Regions from separate parts of the Mus musculus genome. Here region 2 is linked to region 1. Evidence: chromatin contacts called from public promoter capture Hi-C data. All regions are on one chromosome and are shown on one strand. Each heading gives the region's core, a stretch centred on a gene start, on an enhancer-like site or on the middle of the called end of the contact. The rest is flanking DNA. Distances are from core to core; before and after follow the strand shown. Region 1 overlaps Lamc2 (laminin, gamma 2). Region 2 overlaps Npl (N-acetylneuraminate pyruvate lyase).

Region 1 (5,554 bases), core at 2,683-5,182:
CCAGTGCTCTGACTCACAGCCCTTCACTCCCAGATACAAGTGCTCAGTGACTCATCTTAGACATGGTAAGACGGAAAATGTAAAGCAACCTGGCCCAAGTGTCTGGGCCCTGAGACAAAGCAGACTTCCAGATGGTCTCAGGGAAAGTTGAGATCCCCTCGCATCCGGACTAAGAATGTCAAGTCCTCTGGGGACAGACCCTGGGCTGGAAAGCTGAGGATGCTCTACAGACCTATGAGGTGTAGGATGCCGTCCAATGTGTTGAGTGTGTCTTGGATGGTAACTCCGGCACTCGTGGCTCTGGCATCAGCTTGCTGGGCTTCAGTAATCACCTGAGGACGAGTGAGTACAAAGGTGTTCTGAGATGTTATTTTTGTCTTGGCAACTAAAGAGAGCGCACATGGAAAGACGCCTGCACTCACCAGCTGCACCGTGTCCTTATCCGTGTCAAACTCCAGCTCCTTTCTGGCCAGCTCCCCCTCCATCTCTCTCATCTCGCTCTTCAGAGTGGCCAGTCCCTTCTCCATGGCCAAGGCCCCATCTGCTGTCACATTAGCTTCCAAGTTCAGACTCCCTATCTCCTGGGAGAATAAAAAGAGCCAGGGACGTGAGGAAAGGGAGGGTGAGGCTCAAAGCATCCCAAGGACAATTGGAGAAAAAAAAACCAAAAAAACATCTGTGCCTGGCTCTGATGGAGCAAGTCAGATGGACAATGAGAGAGTCAGACTTCGGGACACACCCTTCCCCAGGCTGGCCCTCAAGCAAGTTAGTTCAAGGTTAGCTCTCTAGAGACTAGGAGGGTCAGTGCGAAAACACTGGTTCTCTTTCAGTTCGGTGCCTAGAAAATTTCTAACGCAATCAGGAAAGCATTTGAGCAAACCCAGAAGGCAAGAAACACCATTCTCTGACACTCATGGGCTTTATTCCAAAGACTCACCTGGTCTTTGGAACAACTTTACAAGGATTTCCCCAAGACAGTTGTACTTGGAATACAGACCTGGAGTTAACTGTAGTGGTGGGTTTTTGTCTTTGCAGGGAAAAAGTTCATCAATGCCTTTATCAATAAGCTACAATTAAACAGTTGCAGGTATCTTTATGCTTGATGCCATATAAAGGAAGGTTTATGAAACTGCCCTCAAGGGGAATTATTAGAAATTATAGTTTGTAGGTTACCAAGCAGTCTTAAAAGTGAGGTCGAATAGTCTAGATGCCCAAGACCTCTTGACTTCCTGGAGTGGCACCAGCTCCCTAGAAGTCCTTAAGTAAGCAGGAAGGAGGTCACTTTCAGCCGAGAAGCATTCCTTTGCTGGAGCTCTAGGCATAGCAGAGCTGGATCTCAGATCTCTTGAATGCTCGTCAAGCAAGGGACCAGATAGTTCTTATCTCCATCCCTAGCACCAAGCATTCACAGTGCCGGACAGACTAAAATAGGCCCAGCTGAGACAAAGGATATAGAAGGCTGTAGAGCACGGGGATTTCATATCCAGAATCAAAACGCTGATGTCAATTGTTACAAGTTAAATTTACGTCCTAAAACTCATGGTGAAGTCCTAAGGGCTAGGGATGTTTCTCAGAGGGAGAGAGCTTACCAGCACGAACAAAGACATGGTGGATGGAGTCTTTGCTTACACGCTTCTCTCAACTCAGAAGATGGCCTTATTTGAAAACTGACAGTTGCAGATGTAATTAGCTACAGTGAAGTTACACTGGACCCTTAATTCAGTGAGACTGATATCTTCTTATAAGATAAGACTGAGATATGAATATAGTGGCCAGCCTGGGCTACATAGTGAGATCATATCTTGAAGAAGATGAAGGAGAAGGAGAGGAAGATGGGGAGAAGAAGAAGAGAAGGGGAAAGAAGAAGGAGGAAGGAGGATAGAGAAAAGAAGAGATGATAGAGGACTCTGGGGATCACACAAGCAGGGAGTGGACGGATAAAGCTATGCACCAAGGAAGACCAGGATTGCCTGGCCTCCTCTGCAGCTGGCAAGAGGAAAGGAAGAATTCTCCCTGGAGCTGTCAGGAGAAGTGGAGCCCTGGGCGACTAGTTTCTCATCCTAACCTTCCGAACGGTGCAAAAGTCACTTCTATTTTTCTAAGTATTTTCTGATAGCAGCCTTAGAAATCTTCATAGTAAACAACTCTGGGTGTTCTCCACAGTGCTGTTCAAAGGAACATGGAATATGGTGTAATAGCTGCTAGCCAGTGATAGAATCCATCCAGCAGAAGGGTGGGCGTGTAGAGCAGGGCTGCTGTGCCCTCTCCAGGACTCTGAGCCATAGGGGCTGAACTGAGCTGAAACACTCTCTCTCTGGAACAGGGCTGTGTTGGGCACTGCCTGGGGCAGCCCGTATATCCATTTCTCTTTACCTGCTCTATCTCGCTGCTGATCTCCAGGGCCTCCCTAGCTGCGTTCTTTGCCCGTTGGGTGTCGGCAGTGGCGCTCCCCAGGGCCGTTTCTGCTTGCTGGGTCTTGTCACTGGCATCTGCAACCTTCTGGCTAATAGAGGAGAGTCTCTTCATGGCCTCTTCAGCCTCTGCTTTTCTGTCTTCAACCTGCAGATCAAACTCTAGAATGAAGAAAAAAAGAAGAGAAAAGAAAAAAAAAATTGCCACAGAGACAACTGAATGAGAGTGCCTGGTGTTCTGAGGAAAAATTCCTGAAAGGGACCGATTACTAGCTAGGGGTGAGATGCTGCAGCTGGGATTAGCCTTTCTTTCCCAAGAGAAAAAAATCTCAAAGGAGCCACTGAGGGAGCTGTCAGCTTGCCCTAGGTCCCCACCACTGCAAGGATATCAACATCCAAAGTAGACAAAGAACAGGTGACTCTCTTTAAAGACTGAAGATTTAAGTCCAAGCCTGAAGCCAAAGAGCAGAGTTGGGGTGTAGTCACAGAGAGTTGGGTGTGGTTGCAGAGTTGGGGTGTGGTTGCAGTAGGTATAGAGGAACTTTCTATGAAGAGAATCCTAAGTCTTTAGAAATGATTCCCTTTTGTTTGCTAGTGAATAATGCTGACTTTTAAACCAAGTATCTTCAAGATACACCTCAGACTCCCTGGGAGTCACAAGTCATTACCTCAGAGAAGGCATATTGGAAGCAACCAAGCCACCCAAGGAAAGGAGACTATCAACACAGTTGTGACATACTGGGTATGAAGGACCCTAGAGATCGCCTGGTCCCCTTAAGTAGGACACAGGGATCTAGAAAGGTCACGCAGAGAGCTTGAGCTGGTCCTAGGGTCCAGTGAGGATCAGAACTCAGGACTCCTAGCACTTAGGTGGAATGACTTCCACCACCTAGGTCAAGTACTAATGAGATCATCATTACCTTAGTAAGATAGTGACTAAGCATCTATTAATAACCCAAATACACCCACCATTTAAGGAGGCAAAGGAGCATTTAGATGAATCGTGACTGTCCCTTTAAATCTGGATCACACAGCACTAACCTCGGAGGTTCTTCAGGATGTTCTCAACTTCATAAAAAGTGGCATTGCCCATACTTAGCGCTTCTTGGGCTCTGTTTTTAGCAAGGTTGGCACGGGAAAGCAGCTGATCTGAAGTCTGTAAATAGAACAAGATCAGAATGAGTGCATTCCTGCTAGCAAAATCACCCTGACACAACTTTTCCGTGACACCAGAGTGCTGTGCTGTGACTCACCGCAGTCTAGGGGTGCTGGAGCAGAGCCCTCTAGTATCTGATCAGGAACAAACTTTGTAATATATGTCTTTTAGAGGAAAGTCTACAACTCTTTCCACCCTAAGGGGCAGGAATAGTTTTGCAAATCACAATCTTAAACACTAGCTAGTTCCTGAATCTAAGATAGACAGACTTGGACTAAAATGAGACCTACAAGACCTGGGTTCTCTTCCTAGGTTCAAATGCTGACTCAATGGGTGGGGTTAATTCCATCAAAATTCCAGTCTTGGTTACTCCCTCTGTAACCAGTGGCATCATGACCTTTGGAGGGTTTATGGTTGTGGCTCTGGCTATTTCCACCCATACAGTCGGCATTCAGTGCGTGCTTGCTTATTGGCTGAGCGAGCGGTTGACAGAAGGTACCTGTCTCCTATCCTTTCCAGTCTGTAAAAGCTGCCGTGTTTCTTTTTCCCAGTTCCCCAGATTGTTTCGCACACGCGTGAATGCATCCGTTTGTCTGGTCACCAGGTTTGAGAGAGAATCAGCCTTTTGTCTGATCCTCTTTGCTTCCACCTGTGGACACAAAGTTACAAATGAGTGTGACTGTCTGCTCACACGTCACCACACCTGCTTCAGGACCTACTGTCACCATTTGAAAATACTGGCAGCCTTAAGAAGCCAAGAAAGCAGACACTGGCCCTAACGTCCCAAAGCCTACCAGAAATGAGACAGGGTACCAAGGAAAGATAGGCAGTACAACTCCCAAGAATACAGTAAACTCTGCCTCTGGTCTTTTTTAAAAAAGTTGTTAAAAACAATTGCTTTATCTATTCACAGAACATATCTCTATGGAGATCACTGTGAGTGTCTTTAGCTGTTGGGTATGCAGGTAAACTTAATCCAATAAGGTTGTAATAGCTAGGGAGATTGATGGCAGAAAAAAAAAAGCAAGCTTTTTGATAGCAAAAGTCTTCTTCTTAGCAGTATCAAATGGATGTATCGAACTCCATTAAAATTCAATTTGAGGGTCTCAAAAAAAAAAAGAACTGGGGAGGAGGCATAAAACTTTCCTTGACTAAGGGGTTCAAGATTAAACATGCAAGTCATTTTCCCTTTCAGAGTCTAGACAACAGATGACAGGAAGCAACTGTCTCTTCCTAACACCAAGCCCAAAGTCCATGCTAGGTTTTAAACACGGGCTATCAGCCATGTGCTAATACGTGTTCATCTGGTTGACATGGGTGCTGGGGTATGTGTGTGTGTGTGTGATGGGAAGCCTTTGTGGGGTGTAGGAGGCCTCTAGACCATGTGAGCTCTAAAGACATTGTGCACACTTGCCGATCATTTCCTCTGTCCTCCTGAGACTCTGCTGCCCTTAGCAGGACAGAACCAACGCAGGTACTGTGCCTTTAACCGTCTGAAACACTAAAGAGAAGAACCTCTTTCCCCTAATAAGTAATGAGCAATGTGACACTGCCTGACACAGCCATTGTGAAGAAGAAGCTGTAAAGTTGAACAATCTTCTGCGATCTATAGAGAAGAAAGTCTCTGTGTCCATTTGTCCGGGTGGCATGCACACAGGATCAGAGGCCTCACCTGAAAGGACAGATCACTGACTCCCTGAAGCTGAGAGGCAGAATCCAGGAGGCGGAGACTGTGCTGATACGACCTATCAGCTTCAATGTCGGCTTGGGTGCCCTCCCTTGACAGCTGCTGGCTCAGGGACTTGGTTTTCTCTAATCTGTGGCGAGGAAAAGTGAATGGTTAATAATAATAATAGCAATAATGGAGGGGGAAGACAAGACCTTACGATATAGCTTTGACAGGTCTGAAACTTACTGCTATCCTGCCTCCAAGAACTAGGATTACAAATACAAACATATTATATATATGTATACACACACACACACA
Region 2 (5,633 bases), core at 1,837-4,336, 380 kb after region 1:
GCTTCCCCTCCTTTACACTAGGGGAAGAAAGGAAATCCAGGCTCTTTAGCTTGGCCTCAGCCTTAGCAGTAAACTCCTGGGTGGCTTTCTGCAGAGGAAGCCGGGGTGGGCCCATTGGAATCCCAGAGACCAGCGTCATGATGGCTTTGGTTTGCGACACTCCAAAACCTAGATGGGAAAAACAAAGGGTGAGATGTATCCTGTACTGCCCACTTCCCCACAAACATCCCAAAGAAGAGTAAGGCTCTACTATAAAACCTGGTAAACCTAAAAAGTGAGAACACTTGTAGTTAGGTTGCCTGAGCTGGGCATGGTGTCCACACCTGTAATCCCAGCACTTGGGAGGCAGAGATAGGGGAACCAGAGCTTAAAGTAAGTCTTAGCTACACGAGACCCTGTCCTAAACATACAGAGTAGAATAGGGATCCCTCCTTTCAAGGCTTTTAAGAGATGGCCAGCATTTAGAAGCATCCCCTATTCTTTCAGAAGACACCAGTTTGGTTCCCAGCACCAATGTAGCCAATGTAGAGTGGCTTGAAACCCTTTGTAATTCCAGTTTCAGGGGATTCAATTCCCTCTTCTGTGGGTACTGTACTTATATACAAATACCCATACTTCCACCATCCCCAACCCGGCCCCAACACACAGCTAAAAATGAGATAGCATCTGTGGTAGAGTGCTTATTTAGTATATAAGAGTCCCTGAGTTCAAGTCTCTGCTTTACCGTAAATAAATAAATAAACAAACAAGCAAAATAGAACAACACAAAGAGCCAAGGCTGGAGCATACAATATAGCTTAGCAGGTAATGGCAGAGCTGCCAAGGTACCCAAGTTCAATCCCAAGGACCTGCATGATGGAAGGAGAGAACTGATTCCCTCAAACTGGCCTCTGACATCCACATGTGGGCTATGGTACACATACTAATTCAATTAAATAAATAAAATGAAACCAACATAAACCCCACAAAGTCAACCTTCAAAGCAAGGAGCCATGCGGAGTGGAACATACCAATAACCCCAGCACCAAGGTGGAGCATAAGGACCAGGAGTTAAGGGATGTATGTAGGTAAAGAGTTGGCTCAGTCGTTAAGAGCATTGGCTACTCTTCCAGAGGATCTAGGTTCAATTCCCATCACCCACTTGGCAGCTCACAACTATGTGTAACTCTAATTTGAGGGAATCCAGGACCACTTCTAGCCTGCTTGGCTACAAGGCACACATGTGGTACACAGACATATATGCAGCAAAAATACTCTTACACATAAGAATAAGAACAAGCAGGGCAGTGGTGGCGCACGCCTTTAATCCCAGCACTCAGGAGGCAGAGGCAGGCGGATTTCTGAGTTCGAGGCCAGCCTGGTCTACAAAGTGAGTTCCAGGATAGCCAGGACTACACAGAGAAACCCTGTCTTGAAAAAACAACAAACAAACAAACAAACAAAAAGAACAAATATAAAATAAATAATAGAGCTGGGTGGTGGTGGTGCACTTAATCCCAGCACGTGGAAGACAGAGGAAGGTGGATCTCTGAGTTCCAGGCCTGTGTGGTCTACAAATCCAGTTCTAGGATAGCCAGGACTACACAGAGAAACCCTGTTCTGAAAAAACTATCTAACTACAACTAACTAACTAACTAACTAACTAACTAACTAACTAACTAACTAAATCTCACTTACATAATTTCCCTCTTGATGTTAATTTTTATTTATTTTATTTTATTTTTTAAAAATGTATTTCAAGGCCAGCCTTGTCTACACACAGAGTTCCAGGACAGCCAGGGCTACACAGAGAAACCCTGTCTCGAAAAAAAAAAAATTTACTTATGTGTGTGTGCATGGCACATGTGTAAGGGTGGGTGCACTCATAGATCAATAGAGGGTGTTGGATCCATTGGACCTATTGTGGGCAGCTCTATTCTACGAGGGTGCTAGAATTTGAACTTTGGTCCTTTGATAGAGTGTAAAGCATTCTTTTTTTTTTTTTTTTAAAGAATTCCATGTTGTTGCTTGGATTTGAACTCAGGACTTTTGGAAGAGCAGTCAGTGCTCTTAACTGCTGAGCCTTCTCTCCAGTCCATGTAAAACATTCTTAACCAGTGAGCCATCATATCAGCCTTTTTATCTCCCCCATCACCTATTTTCCAAAATTTTCATTTTATGTGTATGGGTGTTTTGTCTTCATATATATTTGTGAACCACATGAGTGCCTGGTGTCCACAGAGGCCAGAAGTGTGTCAGATCCCCTGGAACTGTAGTTATGACTGTTGTAAGCCACCTTGTGGGTGCTGAAAAATCAAACCTGGGCACTTTGAAAGAGCAGCCAGTGTTTTTTGTTTGTTTGTTTTTCGAGACAGGGTTTCTCTGTGTAGCTCTGGCTGTCCTGGAACTCACTTTGTAGACCAGGCTGGCCTCGAACTCAGAAATCCACCTGCCTCTGCCTCCCAAGTGCTGGGATTAAAGGGGTATGCCACCACGCCCGGCACAGCCAGTGTTCTTAACCACTGAGCCATCTCTCCATCCCCTAAAACCCTCTTAGAGATCAGGTTTTAGATCCTTGGCTGTCCTGAACCATGTAAGTCATGGTTGAGCTGGAACTTGTGGAAATCCCCTTATTCTCCTTTTACGGGGCTGGTATTAGTCATTTTATTTATAGTTCATTTTATTATTTAATTGGACAGGCTCTATAGTCCAGCCAGTCCTTATGTAGTCAAGAATGGCCTTGAACGTTTGGTCCTCTGGCCTCCATTATCTCTTGCTGGGATTACAGACAAATACTACCACACCTCACTTTGCAGTTAAATTTTCTACCTTAATGTACTTTAGAAACATAATTATTATATCAAAATCATAATCTTGTGAAAAGTATTGGTTAGAACAGAGGAACAATAGTGCTAATGAACAGAACCAGTGGCTCCCCACCATGACAATGTTACTAAACACACAAAACAAATGGAAATACTGTGTTGGAGGGACTGGAAAAGCTGGCTGAAATCCGGGAAGGAGACCAAGTAGACAATAGGTGCTTGGGCAGAGCGGAGAGTTGCTACAAAGAACCAGCGAGGCTCTGAAAGGGAGGTGGGAAGTCTGCCAAGAACACACTGAGAACTTCTGGACTTGACCCATGCCCGGTGATCCCAAGGGCCCATCTGCAGCAACAGAATCAATGGCAGCAGCTGCCATTGGCCACGCTGGAAGGAGGACATACTGCAGAGGAATGGCAGCAGCTGCCATTGGCCACGCTGGAAGGAAGACATACTGCAGAGGAATGGCAGCAGCTGTCATTGGCCACGCTGGAAGGAGGACATACTGCAGAGGAATGGCAGCAGCTGCCATTGGCCACGCTGGAAGGAGGACATACTGCAGAGGAATGGCAGCAGCTGTCATTGGCCACGCTGGAAGGAGGACATACTGCAGAGGAATGGCAGCAGCTGCCATTGGCCACGCTGGAAGGAAGACATACTGCAGAGGAATGGCAGCAGCTGCCATTGGCCACGCTGGAAGGAGGACATACTGCAGAGGAATGGCAGCAGCTGCCATTGGCCACGCTGGAAGGAGGACATACTGCAGAGGAATGGCAGCAGCTGTCATTGGCCACGCTGGAAGGAGGACATACTGCAGAGGAATGGCAGCAGCTGCCATTGGCCACGCTGGAAGGAAGACATACTGCAGAGGAATGGCAGCAGCTGTCATTGGCCACGCTGGAAGGAGGACATACTGCAGAGGAATGGCAGCAGCTGCCATTGGCCACGCTGGAAGGAAGACATACTGCAGAGGAATGGCAGCAGCTGTCATTGGCCACGCTGGAAGGAAGACATACTGCAGAGGTTCCTCTCCTCAGACTCACTGTGTTTTCCCCTAATTTCCCTTTGTCATCCAAACCTCCAACTGTTTAAATATACTGGTGTTAATAAACTCATTTTCAATTTCAAATACTCTTGGGGGGAACTGTCAGTCATTCATAATTTAGTAAGATCTGCATTCAGATTGCCTGCCTCCAAGTACTTAGAATGAAATCAGCCATAGTTTGGCAGCAGAATTTTAATGAGCAGAGTCAAATGCGCTCTCTCTCTCTCTCTCTCTCTCTCTCTCTCTCTCTCTCTCTCTGTGTGTGTGTGTGTGTGTGTGTGTGTGTGTGCTCGCACCCATGCTGGAGAGAAACATGCTCGTTGGTGGAGAGAGACATTTGCAGGAGACTGACTGCCAAAGTTAACTTCAGCCTGTTATTTAGTTGGTGCTCAAGGTCAGAGTCATGACTCTGCCCACAGCTGAGCACCGTAGGTAAGCTAGGAGTGATGGGAAGCCATTTTTTACACCTGGTCAGCTTTGGGGACTCAGGAGTTGGCCTGGCCTAGCTGCCTTGAGAGGCACAAGTCATGGGCATTTAAGGTTAGAGTCCATGGTGCCTGGGGGCCTGTGTGCCTTTCAGTTCTTTAGAAATGGAGGCAGGGGATCATTCAGGCTGCATCTGTATCTCTGTGTTCTCTAGAAATCAGCGAAGCATATAGAAACTTGACAGAACACTTAGTCTTAGACATAGAATCCTGCCTATATAGCTTGGAAACCTCACTGTATCCTGGCAACTATAATGGTTATAATTGTATTCTTGGTAATGAAAAGAAATAAAACTTGAGACCTGTGATTCATGCAATGTATGTCAAATAGCCCAAAGAGTTATTTGTGAGCTTTGAAACCTGGGGCTGAGAACATAGCAGAACAGACCAGGACATGCCCGGGCAGGCCCGTCGCCTCCCTATCTCCCACCCCTCTGACCTAAGTTAAATGTTAACAGGCTGCTGATGTTTAAATGGACCAATCATGTGAAACCGCACCAATTCCTCCCCCAGCCCCACTCCTTTTCTATAAAAACCCCTAGCTTCCAAGCCTCGTGGTCAAATCCACTGTCTCCTGTGTGAGATACATTTCGACCCAGAGCTCCGCCATTAAAATACCTCGTGTTGTTACATCAAGGTGTTGTGTTCTATTCGTGATTCTTGGGTGCACGCCTAATCAGGAGTTGAGTGGGGGTTTCCCCACTAGGTTCTTTCAGTAACTACTGCCATTATATCCTTTCTCTCTCTCTCTCTCTCTCTCTCTCTCTCTCTCTCTCTCTCTCTCTCTCTCTCTCTCTCTCTCTCTCTCTCTCTCTCTCTCTCTCCCTCTCTCTCTCTTTCTGGAACAGGGCTTCTCTCTGTAGTCCTGGCTATCCTTAAATTCACTCTGCTGACCTGGGTGGCCCTAAACTCAGAGATTCATTTGTCTCTCCCTCCCAGGTGCTAGGATTAAAGATATGTACCACCACCACCTGGCTATATTCTGTTTCTCATAAGGGTGTAGAATATCTGATTGTCCTTGGGCACCGTGGTGCAGGCCTTTAATCCCAGCACTTGGGAGGCAGAGGCAGGCGGATTTCTGAGTTCAAGGCCAGTCTGGTCTACAGAGTGAGTTCCAGGACAGCCAGGGCTACACAGAGAAACCCTGTCTCTAAAAACACCACCACCAACAACAAAAGACCAATTGCTTACAAAAAAACAAAAACAAAACCCCTCCAAAACAAAACTAAACCCAAAACTTGTCACAATCTCAGTCTTGCTGTGTGACTCCTGTGACCCACCCCCCATGGATGACATTCCCAG

Evidence for each region. Capture Hi-C pulls out chosen DNA fragments and counts their contacts.
Region 2: a contact with region 1 is called in a promoter capture Hi-C map of adipose tissue. The contact joins two enhancer-like sites. A contact is called at or near these places in 1 of 115 datasets of contacts at active chromatin or transcription factors (embryonic stem cells) and 1 of 9 other capture datasets (adipose tissue).

Annotation. Positions count from the first base shown.
Region 1 is chr1:153,126,584-153,132,137 of GRCm38.p6, forward strand. Lamc2 (laminin, gamma 2) reads right to left here. Exons shown (of 24, transcript NM_008485.3): 18 at 5,240-5,384; 19 at 4,067-4,216; 20 at 3,453-3,567; 21 at 2,374-2,573; 22 at 423-581; 23 at 233-332. Among named protein-coding and RNA genes, the nearest start is that of Lamc2, 57 kb to the right of the region's middle. Within about 2 kb of position 3,933, at least 126 of the 459 cell types and tissues checked have an H3K27ac peak or open chromatin away from gene starts, as enhancers often do. A contact at or near this core is called in adipose tissue, where this site is marked.
Region 2 is chr1:153,503,390-153,509,022 of GRCm38.p6, forward strand. Npl (N-acetylneuraminate pyruvate lyase) reads right to left here. Exons shown (of 12, transcript NM_028749.1): 12 at 1-168. Among named protein-coding and RNA genes, the nearest start is that of Dhx9, 19 kb to the left of the region's middle. Within about 2 kb of position 3,087, at least 34 of the 459 cell types and tissues checked have an H3K27ac peak or open chromatin away from gene starts, as enhancers often do. A contact at or near this core is called in adipose tissue, where this site is marked.